Regions from separate parts of the Rattus norvegicus genome. Here region 1 is linked to region 2. Evidence: chromatin contacts called from public Hi-C data. All regions are on one chromosome and are shown on one strand. Each heading gives the region's core, a stretch centred on a gene start, on an enhancer-like site or on the middle of the called end of the contact. The rest is flanking DNA. Distances are from core to core; before and after follow the strand shown.

Evidence for each region. A called contact is a pair of places that touch in the nucleus more often than the background predicts.
Region 1: a contact with region 2 is called in a Hi-C map of hepatocytes, with 2.0 times the contacts expected there. The contact joins the promoter of Mvp here to the promoter of Ino80e in region 2. A contact is called at or near these places in 1 of 12 Hi-C or Micro-C datasets (hepatocytes) and 1 of 1 datasets of contacts at active chromatin or transcription factors (oligodendrocytes).

What each region holds. Positions count from the first base shown.
Region 1 is chr1:191,051,388-191,054,761 of GRCr8, reverse strand. Mvp (major vault protein) reads left to right here and starts at 1,896. Exons shown (of 15, transcript NM_022715.2): 1 at 1,896-1,928. Pagr1 (Paxip1-associated glutamate-rich protein 1) reads left to right here. Exons shown (of 3, transcript NM_001393856.1): 1 at 1-104; 2 at 265-347; 3 at 1,075-1,534. The coding sequence ends at 1,274.
Region 2 is chr1:190,900,734-190,903,922 of GRCr8, reverse strand. It overlaps Ino80e (INO80 complex subunit E), which reads left to right and starts at 1,401. Exons shown (of 7, transcript NM_001013900.1): 1 at 1,401-1,602; 2 at 1,761-1,831; 3 at 2,023-2,075. The coding sequence starts at 1,522. Hirip3 (HIRA interacting protein 3) reads right to left here and starts at 858. Exons shown (of 7, transcript NM_001399662.1): 1 at 781-858; 2 at 577-697; 3 at 368-476; 4 at 1-111. The coding sequence starts at 845.

The sequences.
Region 1 (3,374 bases), core at 647-3,146, 150 kb before region 2:
CTTCAAGCGGAGATCCTACCCCGCCGGCCGCCTACTCCTGAGGCCCAGAGTGAAGAGGAGAGATCAGATGAGGAGCCAGAGGCCAAAGAGGAGGAGGAGGAAAAGTGAGGCCATGCTTTACACATTATTCACGGGACTTCTCTCTTGAACACTGAAACTGGAGGGAGGGGAGAGCAGGAAAGGGAGAGGCAGCGGGCTGGGGTATGCCAGCAGGTGTTTGGGAGAGCTTCTCTCACCCTTCGCTTTCTGTCCACCCTGTTTCAGGCCGCACATGCCTACAGAGTTTGACTTTGATGATGAGCCAGTGACACCCAAGGACTCACTGATTGACAGAAGACGTACACCAGGTAGGAATGAGAGGGAAGAATTGAGGGGAAGTAAAGGGCCTCTTTTAGTTACCTCAGAAGAGGGCTGGTCTGAGGCCTTGGCTGATTTCTGCCGTCATGCAAGATGGAGCATTCACACAGTGGCAGCCTATTTCTGACTTAGGTCAATGCTATACTTTTCTGTCAGAGACCCACAAACCTTCCCAAAAGTCCAAGATCTCCTGACATCCCAGCCCGTCGCCTTTCTAGAGTTTACTTTCAGAATCATTCTTGAGCTCTCTCCCAGCTGGTTAAGCCAACAGCAAGTTGCATTAATTAGCTCCACTTCTACAGTTCCACCTTCGATTTCTCTTGTTGACACTTTTCACAGTTCTAACTAGTATCCGCAGTCCTGGTCTTAGCAACCAGAGTAGTCCTTCTAAGTGAAGTCTTGTCTTTTCTCTGCTTGTACTCCTCCAGAGGATTCCATCACAGGGAAGAGCATGTCCAGTGCCTCTGCCCCAGTGCCCTGTACTCAGAATAAATCTGCCTCCTGCCCCAGGACCTTTGCACTTGATGGCTATGTTCCCCAGCCATTGCATTATGGGTATCTTAGCTTAATATCAGCCATCCTGTGTGTGGCCCAAACCTCAACATTTGCTTCTCTGTGCTCCCCAGGCCTAAAAAGTATGTATTTAACAAGATCTCTACGTGTAGGGGCTTGGGGATGCTCACTGGCTTAATGGTGTCACATTTCCTACCTTCTTAGGAAGCTCAGCCCGGAGCCAGAAACGGGAGGCGCGTCTGGATAAAGTCCTCTCAGACATGAAGCGACATAAGAAACTAGAGGAGCAGATCCTTCGGACCGGGAGAGACCTCTTCAGCTTAGACTCAGAAGGCCCCAGCCCTGCCAGCCCTCCACTCCGATCCTCAGGAAATAGTCTCTTTCCCAGGCAGCGAAAGTACTGACTGTTGCTGCTCTGGCCTACAGGTGCAGACTGTTTTGTGCTGAGCATGGCCGGCCTTTCCCATCCCAGGCTCTTGTAACAGAAAAAGCCTCAAGCTCCCAGCGCAGTGCCTTGCAGGAGAGTGTGTGTGTGTGTGTGTGTGTGTGCGTGTGCGTGTGTGTGTGTTGTTGTTGTTGTTGTTGTTGTTTAGTGTCTGTTTACAGTTTTGAGCTGGATATGCTGAATCTAATAAAAGATGCCTGATGATCTTTTCAGAGGAGAGACTGCCGCTCAACCCAAGCACATGTTCTTACTTGGGCAGAGGCAGAACTGTATCCCTCCACAGTGATATACTGAAGCCAGATGAGGCAGAGGTGCAGCCAGCCATCATCTAACACCTCCCCCTTACCCCAACCCCCCTGCCCCCCCCACCAGGTCCTCTGATTTCCTAGACTCATCCAACCCCACCAGTTAGCACTGAAGCAGAAATCGCCAGTCTGGGAGTATGAACCTAGCTGCTGTGTCTTCAGTGCATCCTGAAGGAGGAAAAGATCCAGTTGCAGGGCCCTTTAAATACCCAAGCTCCGCCCCTGCCGGCCCAGCCCTTTAGGGAAGTCCCGCTTGGTGAGGGAAATTCCTGACCTGTGGCTTGCAGCTGCCAGCTACCCTGCTAAATGTGAGTACAGATTGTGACCCTGGCGGGACCCCCCCAGACTCCAACCCAGGGGTCTGTTCCAAAGGCTCTCTCTAGTCTTCCTGCTTTTCAGAAATCTTTCTTGTGACTGAGACAAGAACACCTCAGTCACAAATTACAGGAAGGGAGGGCGTTGGTGGCTCTGCCTTGTGAGGTTTCACTTTCTATGAGTTTCAGGGTTTGAAAGCACCCTGTTAATGTCCTCAACCCCAAAACCTCAGGCCTCCCTGACATCAGGGTCTCCCCAACAGATTATAGGTGAGGGGGTACTTTTGTCAGGCCCAGTAGCACACATGTGCTACTCCCTGCTCCGTAGCAGAAGCGGAAAGATGCCTTGAGCCCAGGAGTCCTGAACCAACTCAGACACGTAGCAGGAGAGACCATCGTTTTCATTTCTCTTGTTTGGTTGGTTGACTTTAGGTTTTGTTTTGGTTGGGTGGTGGTGGTGGTTGTTGAGAAAGTGGTCTTGAACTCTCTGTAGCCCGGGATGACCTTGAACACCTGACCTTCTTGCCTCCATCTCCTGAGTGAATGCTGACATAGATTTCTGTCATCGCCATCAGTTTTATTCAGAGCTGGGGCTCACACCTAGGGTTTCATGTATTTGGGCAAGGACTCTGCCCTGATGGATGGAGTGTGGCACAGTGACATAGCACACCTATGTGTCCAGAGGTCCCTAGCACACTTTAAAAAGAAAAAAGAAACGGGGAACCTTACCCGACACAGTTCACACCTCTAATCCCAGCACTTGGGGCACTTGGGCAACTGAGGCAGGAGGGTCTCCAGAGGCTTGAGGCCAGCCTGAGATACAGTTCTACCACAGCTTAAGCTACTATGTAAAACCCTGTCACAAATAACAGAAGCCAACTGGGCAAAGTTACAGCTTCCATTCAGACTCCATCTGGTGGTGTCACTCCCTGAGGACCTGGGCTCTGCCTTCTCTTCAATGACTGACATTTGTGACTTCTCCTTGACTCCCTTCTCTGCCAGTTGTGGAGGCTTTTTACTGTTGCCCTGTGCAGGACTGTGCCAACCATGGGCCTTGGCCACTCTTGCAGTGGTTAGCGGCGGGACAAGCGGAAGAGTAGCTTGGTTTCAGAAGGTACAGAGTTTAATGAGAACAAGAGTAAAGCTTTAGGGGAAGGGGAAATGAACAAGAGGAAGCTCAACTGGACAGCCCTCCTGAGGGTCTAGGGACTTGGGATCTGTGACTGGAGCCCAGCTCTAGTAGGAGATGGTGGTTGACAAAGCTGTTCCTTATGTCCCTCCTGCCTGTATATCCCTGGGACATGGAAGAGAGGCTGGCCATCACGGGTGTGGCAGATGGCTTTCCCAGAAACTATCTACTTATACCTTTGGCACCCTGCCCTGAGGCGGGGCAGTTGGGCAGGACCACTCCTACCTTTGAGATCCTGCATGCTGGGTGCT
Region 2 (3,189 bases), core at 152-2,651:
CTGTGCTCTCAACTGCTTTCTTTAAGGTTCTTCTTGGGCATGCCTTCTTGGTTGTATTGTTCTTTGTTGGAGGTCCTGAGCAGTCTGGGCTGGATGGTGTAGAGCTGGATTCTGGAACATGGGGACAGGGCTGGGATGGGTTCCTCCTTTCCCTTCTATTTAGAATAGGATGCTTCTGGATCCACTCTGGTTACGAGTGAAGGACAGCAAGCACCACCACAGATGTGGCTCCACATGGTTCCTGACCCATTGCTCCCCTCCCTCCCCCAGCTCCTTTACTGCTTTGCAATTAATACATGCACCTCGCCTTTTGAATAAACCAATGCTGCTGGAGTCACAGACAGATACACCGGGAGAAGGCACTAACCTGACTCTGAATTGAAGCGGAACCTTTTCCTCTCTGGGTGACTGCAGGGAGCAGGAGACCTCTTAACTTTGATAAAGTCTGGCTTTCCTTCCCTGGTACCAGCATCCGCCTGTGGGTGCAGCATGAGGGTAAACGGAACCAAGGTTGTGTCCTGCCCCAAACCCTCAGCAACAAACCCTGTCTCTCCTGGCCCAGAGTTAGGCCCACACCTGCATCTTCAGCAGCTCCTCCTCCATCAGCCTTTTCAACGCCTGCTTCTCCTCAGGTTCAAGATGATCCCGACCCACGTGAATCAAAAATTTCTGTCGCACGATGGAGTGAGTAACCGTGCTACAGAAACACGTATCAAGACAGAGTACCAGTCCAACCCCGGCCCTTTACAACCCAGACTCTAATACCCAGACTCTATGCACCTGAGATCGGGGCAAGCTCGAAAGAAGCTGCGAGTGAATTCCAGCATCTCATCTCCCGGCGCCATCTTGCGCCACTGGGGATTGGTTGTTCCCGCCTTTTTTCTTCCGGGCCACTTTCAGTTCGTTTGACAGTAGTTTGCGCACGCGCAGTGCCGCGGCTTCGTGAGGAAAGGGACCGTTGAGCCTCCGATGTGGAGTACTGGGACGGAAAACTTAGCCAGATTTTGCCTTTTCCTTGGTAGCTCTTGAGGGAGATTTCTGCTCTTTGTTAGAGCTACGTATTAAAATTTTCGTTAGAAGCCGGTTCGGCACTGGCCGTCTCGTATAACGTAGTTTTTCACGCTGCCCTGTAGTCTGGATCAACAAGTAAAAGGGAAAAGGTATTCTCGCCAACACTGACTTTCTGGTTATATTCTTATGGCTCCAAATCTTTATAATCAGTTTAGAATCAATAATTGCGCCCCCCAGTGTCCAGCTCCTCTGTGACCTCAGCTCACCGCGAAGCCACTGGAAGCTGCGTTCCTTTCAGGTCTTCCCCAGGAGGGCGGGTGGTGTGATTACGCTCCCTGCGCGCGGAGCACGCCGGGAGTCGTAGTCCGTTTCGTACGGCGTTGCAAAGTCCGGAAGTGGAGGGGTGTGTGCGTGTGTGTATGTGTGTGTGTGTGTGTGTGTGTGAGAGAGAGAGGACGGGCGGACTTGGGTAGCGGGACTCTACTCCGGGGCGCTTCTCCCAGGCGGGTCATGAACGGACCAGCGGACGGCGAAGTGGACTACAAAAAGAAATACAGGAATCTGAAGCGGAAGCTCAAGTTCCTCATTTACGTGAGTACCGGTGTGGGACGGTTATGGAGTGTGAGGCCTAGCTCTGAGAGGACCTCAGTTTACCCATGTGGTAAAGGGGGTGAGTAGGGAGAGATGTCTCTGGGTTCTGGGTCTTTTACGGATTGCTCTTGGCTCAGCACCCTCCCTGTCCGCTGCAGGAACACGAGTGCTTCCAGGAGGAGCTCAGGAAGGCGCAAAGAAAATTGCTGAAGGTTTCCCGAGACAAGAGGTAAGGCTTGTTGTGGACACAGCAATGTAGATTCCTCATCCTTGGGAATCCTCGTTCTCACTCCGCCCTGGAATAGGACCCCAAATGCATGCAGTTTTAGGAGGATCCAGTGGGCCTTCTAGGAGGGACTAGATAGAGCTCAAGAACATCACCAAAATGGGAATAATCATTCTCCTTCCCACTTCTCTCAGTTTCCTTCTAGATCGACTTCTGCAGTATGAGAACGTGGATGAAGACTCTTCCGGTGAGCAAAGTCATGCACATTTTTAGGACATGAGATACTGGTTCGTTAAACAAGTGTTCCTGGGTTCATCCTCTTAGGATATGGAGCTGATGTAGCCCCTCCAATGGTTCTTAAGCCTAGTTGCTGCCTTCTGTTGCCTTCTCTCTGTTTTGTCTTTTTTTCTACCCCACAGGACAGAGTTTCTCTGTGTAGCCCTGGCTTGCCTGGAACTTGCTTTGTAGACCAGGCTAGCCTGAGGCTAGCCTTAGACATACCATGCCCCTCGATTCTTAAGCATTTACTTATCCACTGTGTTCCAGGCATTGTGCTTGTCACAGGCTAGCAAATGAAGGAAACCTCTGGCTGCTTTGTCATTTCTATCAGTTATGTGTAATAAATGAAAAAAAAAAAAAACTAGAAAGATACAGAACCCCACCCCATGCCAGTAACGCATGACAGAGGCATGGAGTTAGTTACTGAGACCCAATCCTTAAAGGAGAATGACCCCGAAAGTTGTCCTCTAACCTGAAACACTTGCCACAGCATATGGGCATCTGCACAAACACTGTGGTAATGAGAAGAAAACAACAAACTAGGATTTTAAGTGATGGTGAGAGTGTGATGAGGACTAAAGGCGGCAGTAACTACTGTATAACAGGAGGATTAAAGTCAGCAAGACAGGCCTGAGAGATGGCTCAGTGGTTAAGAGCACTGACCACTCTTCCAGAGGTCCTGAATTCAATTCCCAGCAACCACATGGTGGCTCACAACCATCTGTAATGGGATCCTGTGTCGTCTTCTGCTGTGTCTGAAGACAGCAACAGCATGTTCATATAAAAATAAACCTCGAAGCAGGAAACGGGGTAGTCATTTCCTTTGCAAAGGGTCAGGAAAATAGTCTTATAAAATATTGTTATTAAACAAACTGCCTAGCTCATGCAGATGCAGCCATAGCCAGCATATTAGTAAATAAAATGGCTCTGTTTTATTAGAACTTTTATTTGTAAACATTAAATTTTGAATTTTATATAACTTGATGTAATCTTTATAATATCTTACTTTTTGCTTTTGTTGCTGTTGTTTGAGGTATATTCATTTGTAGCACTAGTAGGTCTTGCACTCATACCCAAACCTC